2 separate regions of the Gossypium hirsutum genome follow, and region 2 is linked to region 1. Evidence: chromatin contacts called from public Hi-C data. All regions are on one chromosome and are shown on one strand. Each heading gives the region's core, a stretch centred on a gene start, on an enhancer-like site or on the middle of the called end of the contact. The rest is flanking DNA. Distances are from core to core; before and after follow the strand shown.

What was found. Hi-C and Micro-C count contacts between places; a contact is called where the count stands out from the background.
Region 2: a contact with region 1 is called in a Hi-C map of leaf, with 2.6 times the contacts expected there. The contact joins the promoter of LOC107886276 here to the enhancer-like site in region 1. A contact is called at or near these places in 8 of 34 Hi-C or Micro-C datasets (callus, cotyledon, leaf and 1 more).

What each region holds. Positions count from the first base shown.
Region 1 is chrA03:86,387,425-86,393,443 of Gossypium_hirsutum_v2.1, reverse strand. No RefSeq gene overlaps it. Among protein-coding and RNA genes, the nearest start is that of LOC107886323, 8.5 kb to the right of the region's middle. Within about 2 kb of position 4,408, at least 5 of the 9 cell types and tissues checked have an H3K27ac peak or open chromatin away from gene starts, as enhancers often do. A contact at or near this core is called in cotyledon, where this site is marked.
Region 2 is chrA03:86,651,391-86,657,233 of Gossypium_hirsutum_v2.1, reverse strand. LOC107886276 (1-aminocyclopropane-1-carboxylate oxidase homolog 4) reads left to right here and starts at 2,051. Exons shown (of 3, transcript XM_016810179.2): 1 at 2,051-2,683; 2 at 2,911-3,298; 3 at 4,862-5,345. The coding sequence starts at 2,241. The coding sequence ends at 5,110.

The DNA.
Region 1 (6,019 bases), core at 3,159-5,658:
ACAGAAATTAAGCCATTTTCGCATGGCTCAAATTATACGTAAACTGAAATACAACATTTCAAAATTATATCCTAGCCTATGCATGCCATAGTTCCAAAATGTAACTTATAAAATACCAAAGACGGTTGATAGTGTGATAGGCTTCGCTGACGATCCCCGAGCTTGTAACTTGAATCCAAAATCTATTAAACAGAATAAAGATAAAACACAAAGTAAGCTATAATAGCTTAGTAAGTCATAAGCAAATAAACATCCCAATCATCTAATCAACTCATTTTAAGGTAATCCAAACTTCATTATCATTACCATACTTAACCTCAAACCTACAAATGAAATAAATATCACATTTTCATACACAAAATCTACCTTGGCCGAATGCTTACTTAATCAATTTGACCTAATATTATTCAACTGTCAAAGCCAAAATATCTTAATATAATCGAACATACACATACGCATTTATATAAGCTTAAAAACTATAATATAACATCATGTACATATACCACTTATATGGCCGAATATACATGATCACATATATGCACATATCCAAGAATAAATTCTACAATATTCATACTATTTATTTACTAAGCCGAATACACATACTAAATTCACATGAAATCTTCATTTGTATCACACATAATTAGTAACAAATATCAAGTTACTTATTTACCTTATCTCAAGTAAACAACAAGCTAACTTATACCTGATCATTTAGCCATTTAACGTATTTAATTACTACATCAGCATAAAGTCTTTTAGGCATAAACTTATAATAATTCACCGGCATAAAGCCTACTAGGCCTAAGCCTGTATCACACACCAGCACAAGGCCTGCTAGACTCAAAGTTTGATTTTATACACCGGCAATAAGCCTGCTAGGCATAAAGCCCGATTTAATTCACCAGCACAAGGCTTGCTAGGCTCAAAGCCCGAATATCGCTATTATAAAGCTGTCTCATAAATAATTCATATATAAAAAATTCCAGATATTTCATATAGTTCATACTGACTTTCAAATGTTATAACTCAGTCGAATTAAACTCAAATACATTATTTCTATGCTTATTCACATTTGGCTACTCTAATATAAACTTATGAATTCTAAATCAACATATTAAACTGAGTTACATTCGAAATTAACAATGTTTAATTGCTTAAGACTTACCTCGGATATCGACGAACGATGTAAATCGACTATTCGACTATTTTTGCTTTTCCTCTATCCAAGCTCGATTTCTTTTGTTCTTGATCTATACAATTTCAAATTAATATCATTCAGACACAATTTCATTCAATTTAATCCAACAACACCTAAATGGGCAAATTACCATTTTACCCCTGATATTTTCATACTTTTACAAATTATTCCTAATTGCATAAAATACAAAACAAGCATAATTTGCTCATGCTATACTTAGGCCGAATACTCCCCACACCCATTTCGTTTATTTCACAATTTAGTCCCTCAATTTATTATTTTTACAATTTAGCCCTAATTACTCAAAATCATTAAAAATTCCAATACAAAACATGCTAATCCAAAACATATATTTCATATTTCATCAGCTAACATCTCAAAAATCAAATATTAATCAATGGAATAACTCAAAATATTCATCAAAATCAGAAATTCAAGCATGGGTCGGATAGTATTCGAAGCAACGATATCAAAAACGTAAAAATTATCCAAAACTGAACAAAAACTTACCTTGAATCAAGCTTCCAAAGTGCCGAATGCTTGAAACTTTCTAAAGCTTTATTTTCTTTAAGTTTCGGTCAATAGTGAACTAAAATGCATGGCTATTTTATGATTGTTTTATTTAATTTCATTATAATATACTAATTACTATTTTAACCTTTAAAATTTAATTATAAAACCTTATATAACCTGTCTACAACCGTCCACTCATAGAACCAATGGCCTATTTGCAACATAAGTACTTCCATTTAAAAAGAAAACAACAATTTAGCCTTTATACATTTAACTATTAAGTTTTGATTTTACGCTATTAAGCCCGTTTATTTAATCAGACACTCAAACGACAAAATTAAATTACGAAAATTTCACGAATATAAATTCACATAAAATAAACATAGAAAATAATTTTTAAATATTTTTCTAACTCGGATTCGTGGTCCTAAAACCACCGTTCTGATTAAGGTCTAAATCAGGTTGTTACATAAATATTATGTTAATTTCAAAAATTGTTCAACCTATGAATCTATCTAATTTTAAGCCTATGAGTCTTTGTACAATGCTGAGAAAGTTATTTCTAGTATTGTTGCAAATCGTCTCCAACAAGTTTTAGAATGTTGTATAGATGATGCTCGAAGTGCTTTTATTCCGGGCAGGCTGGTTACCAATAATGTTATTCTTGCTTATGAAGTTTTTCATGCATATAAACAAAAAAGAATAAGAAGAAAAGGGCTTTTGGTGTTGAAGTTGGATATGAGCAAAGCATATGATCGGGTAGAATAGTACTTTTTACGCCAGATGTTACTGAAAATAGGCTTTGCTAATTCATGGGTGGAATTCATTATTCATTGTATAAGTTCAATATCTTATTCAATTGTGATTAATGGGAGATAGGGGGAACAATTTTGTCCCACTAGAGGTTTGAGGCAAGGAAACCCATTGAGCCCTTATTTATTTCTAGTGTGCAGTGAAGGTCTATTATCATTAATGCATTTGGCTAAGGAAGAAGGGTTGCGTAAGGAGCTTAGAGTATGTCGCAGAGGTCCACAGATTTCCCATTTACAATTTGCTAATGATTGCATCTTATTTAGAAAGGCTTCAATGAATGGGGCACAAACTTTTAAAAGGATTCTAAAGGAATATGAAGAGACTTCTGGACAATATGTTAATTATAAAAAGTCCACTACTTTTTATAGTTCAAATACAACTGCTCAAATGAGGTATTTGGTATCAAAAGTCTTGAATGTTCGAAATTTCACAAATCCTGAAAGATATCTTAAGTTGCCTAACATGGTGGAGCAAAGGAAGAGATTGACATTTCAACTGTTAAAAGATCGCATGGAGAGTAGGATAGACAGTTGGAGTGTTAGACATTTATCGCAAAGGGGTAAGGAAGTTTTCATAAAATCAGTTCTACAAGCCATTCCTACCTACTTAATGTCATGTTTTTTATTACCAAAATTTCTTCACTGTGATATGGAGAATATTTGTGCGAATTTTTGGTGTCAAAAAGGGCAAGGTAGAAGGGGGATCCATTGGTGTGAATGGAAGAAGCTTTGTGAGTTAAAAGATAATGGTGGATTGGGATTTCGTAGTCTTGCCAAATTCAATTTATCTTTATTAGTGAAGCAAGGATGGCAATTGATTAATTTTTTTAATTCGTTACTTGTGTGCACTTTGAAAGCTAAATACTATCCAGATACGAATTTTCTGAATTCAAGGTTAGGAAATATACCTTTATATACCTAGAATAGCATCTAAGCAGTCGAAGGAATTCTTCAGGATGGCTTATGCTGGCGAGTAGGGACTGTATCTTAAATCTTAGCAAGGGAGGCTGAATGGATTAAAGGAACTGTGAATTACAAAATTCAAAACAGTGAGAAATGTCCTAATACTCTTATGGTGACTGAACTTATTAACAATAATACAAAAAGTTGGAAAGAGGATTTGATAAGGAAAACCTTTAGCGGTAGGGATGTTAGCCGAATCCTAAACATCCTACTATCAAATTTCTAGCATGAAGACTTCCTAGTCTGCACAAGGGAGGAGACTAGGGAGTTTTCTATTCGTAGTGCCTATAAGTTATGTGATTCGATCACTTAGTGCCGATTATTTGTTTGTGTGAGTTGGGCTATATAGATTAAGTGAAACAAATGGCTACATAAGGGGCAAAGGAGATCAAGGTTAGCAGCAGTAAACTCTATCAAAAAATATGCATGTGAAATTGATGGGATTTCCAGTTCCAAACTTTCTAGCAGAATAAAGATAGAGAAATGGAGGCCTCTAGAGAACTCGTTCATTAGAATAAACTTGGATGGATCTTACAAGAAAAATGAAATTTAAACTTGTTCAAGAATTGTTATCAGAGACTTAGAGGGTAAAGTTTTGGGTTCTAAAGTGGTTATAAATGAAAATATACCTTCTGCTTTTGCTGCATAAGCCCTTGCATGTATCTAAAGTATACTTTTATGCCTAGATTTAGGGTTTGTGAAGGCTGAAGTAGAAGGAGATGCTCTCTCTATTATCGAAAAATTAAAAAGAGATGATGAGGATAAATCTGAGATCGGGGCTTTCATAAGAGATGGAAAAGGTTTAAGCAAAAATTTTCATACTTGCAAGTTTCAATATGTTTAGAGATTGATGAATGATGTTGCCCACTTGTTGGCTATTGAAGGCTTAAAGCAAGGGGTATAATATTGTCTACAAGATGGAGTTCCTGCTTTTTCTAGAGAGGAAGTGGACAAGGATTGAACGAGGGAGGGCTTTTTATTTCCTTTTTGGTTTCAAGGCAGGGAGTTTGGGTAGGGGAAGATTTTGGAAAGAAAACTGTTACAAGAGTTAAAAGGGTTAAAGGTTATTGGAAAAAGGAAATGAATCTTCTACCGACGGGCCATAAACACCTTTTGTTGCTTTTCAGGAGAGGAATTACTTTAATTTCATTGGCTGAGGCTGAGGTGCTTCTAGAGCCTTTCTTCGTTTCTGTTGCTGGTATTTAGATTTGTTTTGGCCCAATTTTATGGATGTTTTGTTGATTGTGCCTTGTATTTGATCTGTTTGAATAAAATTCTGTTGATTGTGCCTTGTATTTGATCTGTTTGAATAAAATTCCAACATATTTTCTCAAAAAAAAAAATCAAATAAACTAGTATATATGTATGCATATGATCACTAGCCCATAATTGTCAGAATCAAATTAGATTGTCAATTGAACCAGAAATCAGTGGTCCAACTGATTCATCTGATACCAAAATATATAAAAATCAATTGAACCTTTAAAATTTTATCGAATTGATTAAAAACGAATTGAAATAAGCTAAAAGCTAGTTTAAAAATAACAAATTATGATGCTCTACTTTAAGCTTAATGTTACTATTCCTAATTGAACTCCATTGTTGAATCATGACATTTGCTTCCGCCGTGTAGTTGTTAAGGATGACTTTTTTTTCTTTTTCTTTTTCACTGTTTTTTGCTTGCTTGTTCTTTTAAGTGGTTTATGATCACCATAATTTGTTGATTCCCCAATGAAATTATTGGGGACTTTGATTAGACATACATTCGAATAGATAGAGATATGCTTTTGAAGAAGATCATTTTATCCCTTATTTAATGGATAATAGATTTGGGGGGGGGACATTTTAGTGATTTGAGAACAACAAACTTGATGAAAATATATGATTAGATAATTTTGAAGTCCCACTTCAAAAATTGAAGTATTTGGAAATTATTTGGTGTTGACTTTTTAATGCAATCGGAATTACTAAAAATTAAATATGAATTATCTATGCATTTGGAAATTATACATCTATACATAAATTTCTTGACATGGAAATTCAATAGCTGTATACATTAACTTGTTTTAAAAATTGATGATGTGTGAGCTTATTATTAGTGACAACTGCTAAACTATGCAGTGGTCTAGAATTGCACCAAAACCTTGTTTTATATATATATATATATTATGTTGCGTAAGATTATTAATTTGTGAAATAAATTAAAATTATGGTTTATTCATAACTTATTTTTGGAAATTATACATCTATACATAAATTTCTTGACATGGAAATTCAATAGCTGTATACATTAACTTGTTTTAAAAATTGATGATGTGTGAGCTTATTATTAGTGACAACTGCTAAACTATGCAGTGGTCTAGAATTGCACCAAAACCTTGTTTTATATATATATATATATATTATGTTGCGTAAGATTATTAATTTGTGAAATAAATTAAAATTATGGTTTATTCATAACTTATTTTCATGTTATCCATGTTTCATTTTTTTAATTATGAAATTTATCTCTTTATTTTAAAAGAATTAAAAA
Region 2 (5,843 bases), core at 802-3,301, 270 kb before region 1:
AGTGCAATGCGGCGAACTGCGGTACAGACATGCAGTATGAGCTGCCAACTCAGATAATGGTACGTGCAGAGCTAACGTACATGCGGTACAGTGCAATGCGGTAATCCGCTATACCGATAGATTACAGTAAAATTGCCAGTTCAGTCACTTTCAATCTCTCTTCTCTTTAAAATCCCACCCAAAATAGTTTATGCATTTGTATATATGTATGTATGCAGTAAGATGCATACAATCAAAACACAATTACAGACAGTCATTCAGAAGCAGTCACTCACATCCAGTCAATCAGTTACAGAAAAGCGTACACTCGTTACTCAGATTCAGTGTCAGACACGCCCAATTACAAGTAACGCATAAACCGAATTCAGAACAGAGTCACAATTACCCTTACTAAAGCTTAGCTAAGGGTTGAAACACACTTAGGGTCATGATTGCACTTAAATTGACCTAAAATTAAAACTTGGCGAGATAGGGCCACACGCCCGTGTGGAGCAACCCAGGTCATGTAGGAGTCCAAGTGCCCTTGTAAAGGGTAGTACACGACTGTGTGACTGAGGCACATGCCCGTGTGAAGCAGAGACACAACCGTGTGAACATGCCGTGTAACTTTTTGTCTAAAATCACTAAAATAAAGTGTAGGGGAGACACGATTGTATGAGGGTCTCACATGCCGGTGTGGAATTCCTAAATCCCCAAATCAACCACAGGACCGTGTGACTCCAAAACTCAAATCCCAAATTCCCAAACTCATATGCCCATGTGCCTAAGGGACACGATCGTCTGAATTCTGACAAAATCCCCAAATCGGCCACACAGCCATGTGGCACCCAAAATTGACTGGAAACCCTAATTCCCAAATCCACACAGCTGTGTGCCTTGGCACACGCCTGTTTGGTTGTCGAAGAGGTCACAAAACCACAAAAAAAAACAGCTCGAAACCACCATCTAAGCCACCGAAATCATCCCTAATCTTTGCCCTATCAAGAATATATCAGAAAATGGTAGTTTCTCCTCACTTCCAATGTCTAGAACCTAAGATCTTCGGGTTAACACAAAAACAAAAATATGTCGAAACATAAATTTTGCGAAAACGATACTGTAAAGACAAGGTTTCTAATCCTACACCTGTTTCGATGACGAAACAATCGGAGACGATGATAGAGGAGCGGAATTCCAGAAACCAAAAAGCAAAAACCATTCTTTGAGTACTTTTTTCAAAAGCGAAAAGAATAAAAACTAAAGAGAAAAGTAGAATAGAAAACACGTCCAGAAAATAAAGAAAGTAAAAAAAATAGAAATAAAAGTAATAATAATAAAATTAATAACAATAACTAAAAATATATTAAATTAAAACAAATAATTATACACTTTTAAATTAAAACATCAACAAAATAAAATAATATCCTCCCAAATGTGCACACAAGGACTTAAACCCAAAACCTAAAAGTTCATTATCACTCACTTAACCACTAGACCAACAGGCTCATTCTGACACTAAATTGCACAGCTAAACAAATATGTGCAACCTCCTCACTGTCCCTACACTCAAAACCCAAAACTTCTAGGCCTAGAATTCGGGGTGTTACATAAATTATTATAAAACCAAAGTCACATATATCAACTAAGATAAAACCCAAAATTTACATATAATGTTGTTTTGTAGTTTTCAAATTTGAAATTGAGTAAGTTGATTTCTTTGAAAAAATTAGAATAATTTAATTTATATGAATTTTAAAAGTGAATAATTAATAACAATGTTAATGTTTTTTTACTAATTATACATAGTTTTGATTGGTATAACAATAAATTTAGTACATAATGTTTATATACTTTGTCAATTTAGTTTTAATTATAAAAATTTTAACAAATTTAATCTCAACATTTACATAGATTAAATTTATTAAATAGAGACCACATTAATAAAATATTTAAAATTTGAGAGCTAAATTTATTATTATATCAATAAAATTAGATATGTTATTTTAAATTTTTAAGAACAACCAATAATTGAATTATAATTTTAAATATTAAAACTGGAGATTAATTATCCGTAGTGTAGTCCTAATATAGTTAGTGTGACCCAGGATGGAAAGTTTGAAAGAAAAGACAAGGTACGTGGGGCAATCAAGTACAATAGCGTAGAGATGTATCTTGCTAATTGCTATATTATAAACTTAATTCTTTAAGTTACAAATCTTCCTTCCCACAGCTTCACTTCAGTTGTTAGCAGAAGAAAAAGAATGGCGACAACCGTGGATTCCGGAAACCAGTACGATAGAGCCGAAGAAGTAAAAAGATTCGATGACTCAAAAATTGGAGTAAAAGGGCTAGTCGATTCTGGTCTCACCACTATCCCTCGCATCTTCCTTCACCCACCCGAAACTTTATCCGACCTCAAACCCAAACCCAAACCCAAGTCGGTTGCCATACCCACCATCGACCTCTCGGGGCCCCGTTCGACGGTCGTGGAGCAAGTAGCTGCTGCATCTCGATCCTTTGGGTTCTTTCAGATTGTAAACCATGGAATTCCCGTCCAGGTTCTTGACCGTATGATCGCTTCCATCAGAGCCTTCCATGAGCTGCCCACCGACGTCAAGGCCAGATTCTACCGCCGTGACGCCGGAACCGGTGTATCCTTCATTTCCAACGTTGATTTGTTCCACTCTAAAGCCGCTAGCTGGAGGTATCTTATCCATTTGTGTTTTATGGAATTGGGTTATCTTTTCCTCCCAATTTTGATTGATATATTCGTATCAATAGTAGATAATAGGTTTCGACTTTGATTGAAAAATAGGTTTTTTTAGAAGAGATTCAAGCAAAATTAAAGAGCAAAACAAACCCAATTTTTACCAAAATAATTATGGATAGGATTCACACATTGAAAATTGAAAATTTTGGGTGAAATGATAGGGATACACTCCAGATAAGACTAGGACCAACTCTTCCGGAGCTTGAGCACATTCCGGAGGTTTGTAGAGACGAAGTGGTTCAATGGAACTTACATTCGACAACATTAGGAGAGCAGCTGATGGGGTTGTTGTCGGAAGGGCTGGGATTGGATAAGGATACCATCAAGAATACTACATGTTTGGATGCAAGAGTAATGGTTGGGCACTACTATCCATGCTGCCCCCAGCCTGATCTGACAGTGGGCATCGCATCACATACAGATCCAGGAGTGTTAACGTTGTTGCAGCAGGATCACACCGGTGGGCTGCAGATTAAGCATGAAGGGGAGTGGGTGGATGTCAAGCCTGTTCATGGAGCTCTTGTTATAAACATTGCAGATATTCTTCAGGTAAGGTCTTTTAGAGGCTGAAAGCCTAATTTACAACATTAGAGAATAAATTTTACATTATTGAAGTTCCATTGGATAAAATGGTAGCAGTTAGTTCTGCTTTCAACTTGGAGAATTGATGTTTCTTACCCTCCCAACATCTGATTGAAGCATTGCCCTTTCAAAGTTTAATAAATTGAAAACTTTTAATTTTTATTACTTTTTAATAAAAAAATTGTAAAAAATATTAAAACCCAAAAAAATAATGAAAATTTATAAAAATTCAACAAATCAATAAAAATATTAAAAATTATATTTTAACATAAAATATAGAACCATTCTTTTTTGTGATTCTATTTAATTTAGGTTTCGTTTGTTTCACTGAAAATTATTTCTTGAAAATGATTTATAGAAAATGATTTATTTTTCTGAAAAAATTAATATTTTCTAGTGTTTGGAGGAATCTACGAAAAATATTTTCTATTGTTTGGTAGATTTCTTAGAAATATTTTATAAAAGTTGTTTTCAATTAAACAAATATACATTTGAGATTTTCTTATTTTTTCATTGTTTAATTGAATTTATTTTTATTTATAATTTTATATTTTACATTGTTTTTTCATATATTAAAAATATTATGTTAAATTCAGATTCATTTTTTAATTACATGACTACTAAGTGAGTATTTTTTATTTAAAAATGTAACATCAACAAAATTGAAAAAAAATAACGATGTCTACAATTGGACTTGATTTTCAAATTTGAAAAGTAAAGGAACTAAATTCTTGAAAATAAAAGTACAAAGACTAAATTACAAATTTATAAAGTATATATAGACTTATGACATATTTTAACCTTTATACTACAAAACATTTATTATTAATATATTTATAATTGTAATAAATATTTATTATAAAATATTAATATTGAATATTTTCAATAATATGTGAATAATATTATTTAAAATTATTATTTTTAAAATTTATTATTAAAATAAAATTAAAATATTATTAATAAATTATATTTATTATATTAATAATTTATTATAAGACTAAATATAAATAATTAAATATGTATGTTTAATAATATTAAAAATATAAAATTTTAAATATTTTAAAAAATAAAAAAAATTATTATCAATATAATAATATTAAACTTATTTTACCTTAACTTGTAAGTCATTTTCCGTTAACTAAACTATTTTCTGTGAAACCAACACATGAAAATACAGAAAATATTTTCCGTAAAACTTTTTACATGTAAACAAACGGACCCTTAATATTGTGGTTGAGCTGAGTTTGATCTTTATATTTTCTACTACAATATTTGCAGAAGAATGGTTTGTGATAAATTTTAAATGCATCTATCCCTAGGGCAATCAGCCTGTAAGTAAGAAAAGTCAACCTAGCTATAAGATTAAATCAATGTAGCTTCTCGTCTGAATCAAGCCGGGTGAATATGCATTCTACTAAAAGTAAAATATGAGCCTATTAGAAGTTGAAGCATTGTTGTCTTTGTAATTATTGGAACTGCTAATGATTTTATTTGTTGCTACGAATGGTGGTGCTTTGCGGCAATTTCCAGATAATGTCGAATGATGAGTATAAAAGTGTGGAGCACAGAGTACTGGCAAATCCTTCCGAAGAAGCCCGAGTGTCGATCGCTGTTTTCTTCAATCCAAGTGCCAGGGAAGCCTTATATGGACCATTTGCTGAACTTACTTCACCAGAGAAACCAGCCCACTATCGTCAGTTTATATATAATGACTACATGAGAAGGTTCTTCACCAAGGAACTGGATGGGAAAACTTTGACAAATTTCTATAAGCTGTAAGAGGATATATATTATATATATATAAAATACTTTGTAGCTTTTAATGTAAGACTATTATGCAATATTAGATTCTTCTATTTTTATGTCAATGTACAATAAGAAAGTTGGATAATCGTAATTTTCACATCACCATACTGTGTTTCTGCTAGTGATTGAAGGTTATGGTTGCTAGTTGAAAATTAATGTCCTTCTATGAGTTGAAAGTACTAACAATTTTATGGTTATTATTAGCAAACACCTGCCTTCCCATCTGCTCTGTTACATCTTGGATTGATTCCTCTGTTATTTATTTATTTATTATTATTATTTTTTTATTGGACATCAACATTAAAAACACTTTCTTTAAGACTACTGTTGTTGGGTTTAATTCAATTCCTCACAAACAAAAATGTACCGCCAATAAAATAAATACTTATCAAATTACTACCGTTGGAATTATAAGCAAACTGCAATAAAATAAAAGGAATAAGAAATAAGAAATAAGAAAATAATTTATTCATAATATTTAAAGTTTGTATTTATAAACATAAAGAGTTATACATCTTCTTAATAGACATTTGAGTCTTAAACTTCAACCAACATCTTATACTAATGTACATTCACTTTATGCAATAAATATATTTATAGCACTTTTTCTTGAATACTCATGTTTCGTTAAAACTTTAATAAGATAAAAATCTTTGAAAGAAAAAGATTCTTAATGAATGAAAAGAGTACACATATCTATAATACG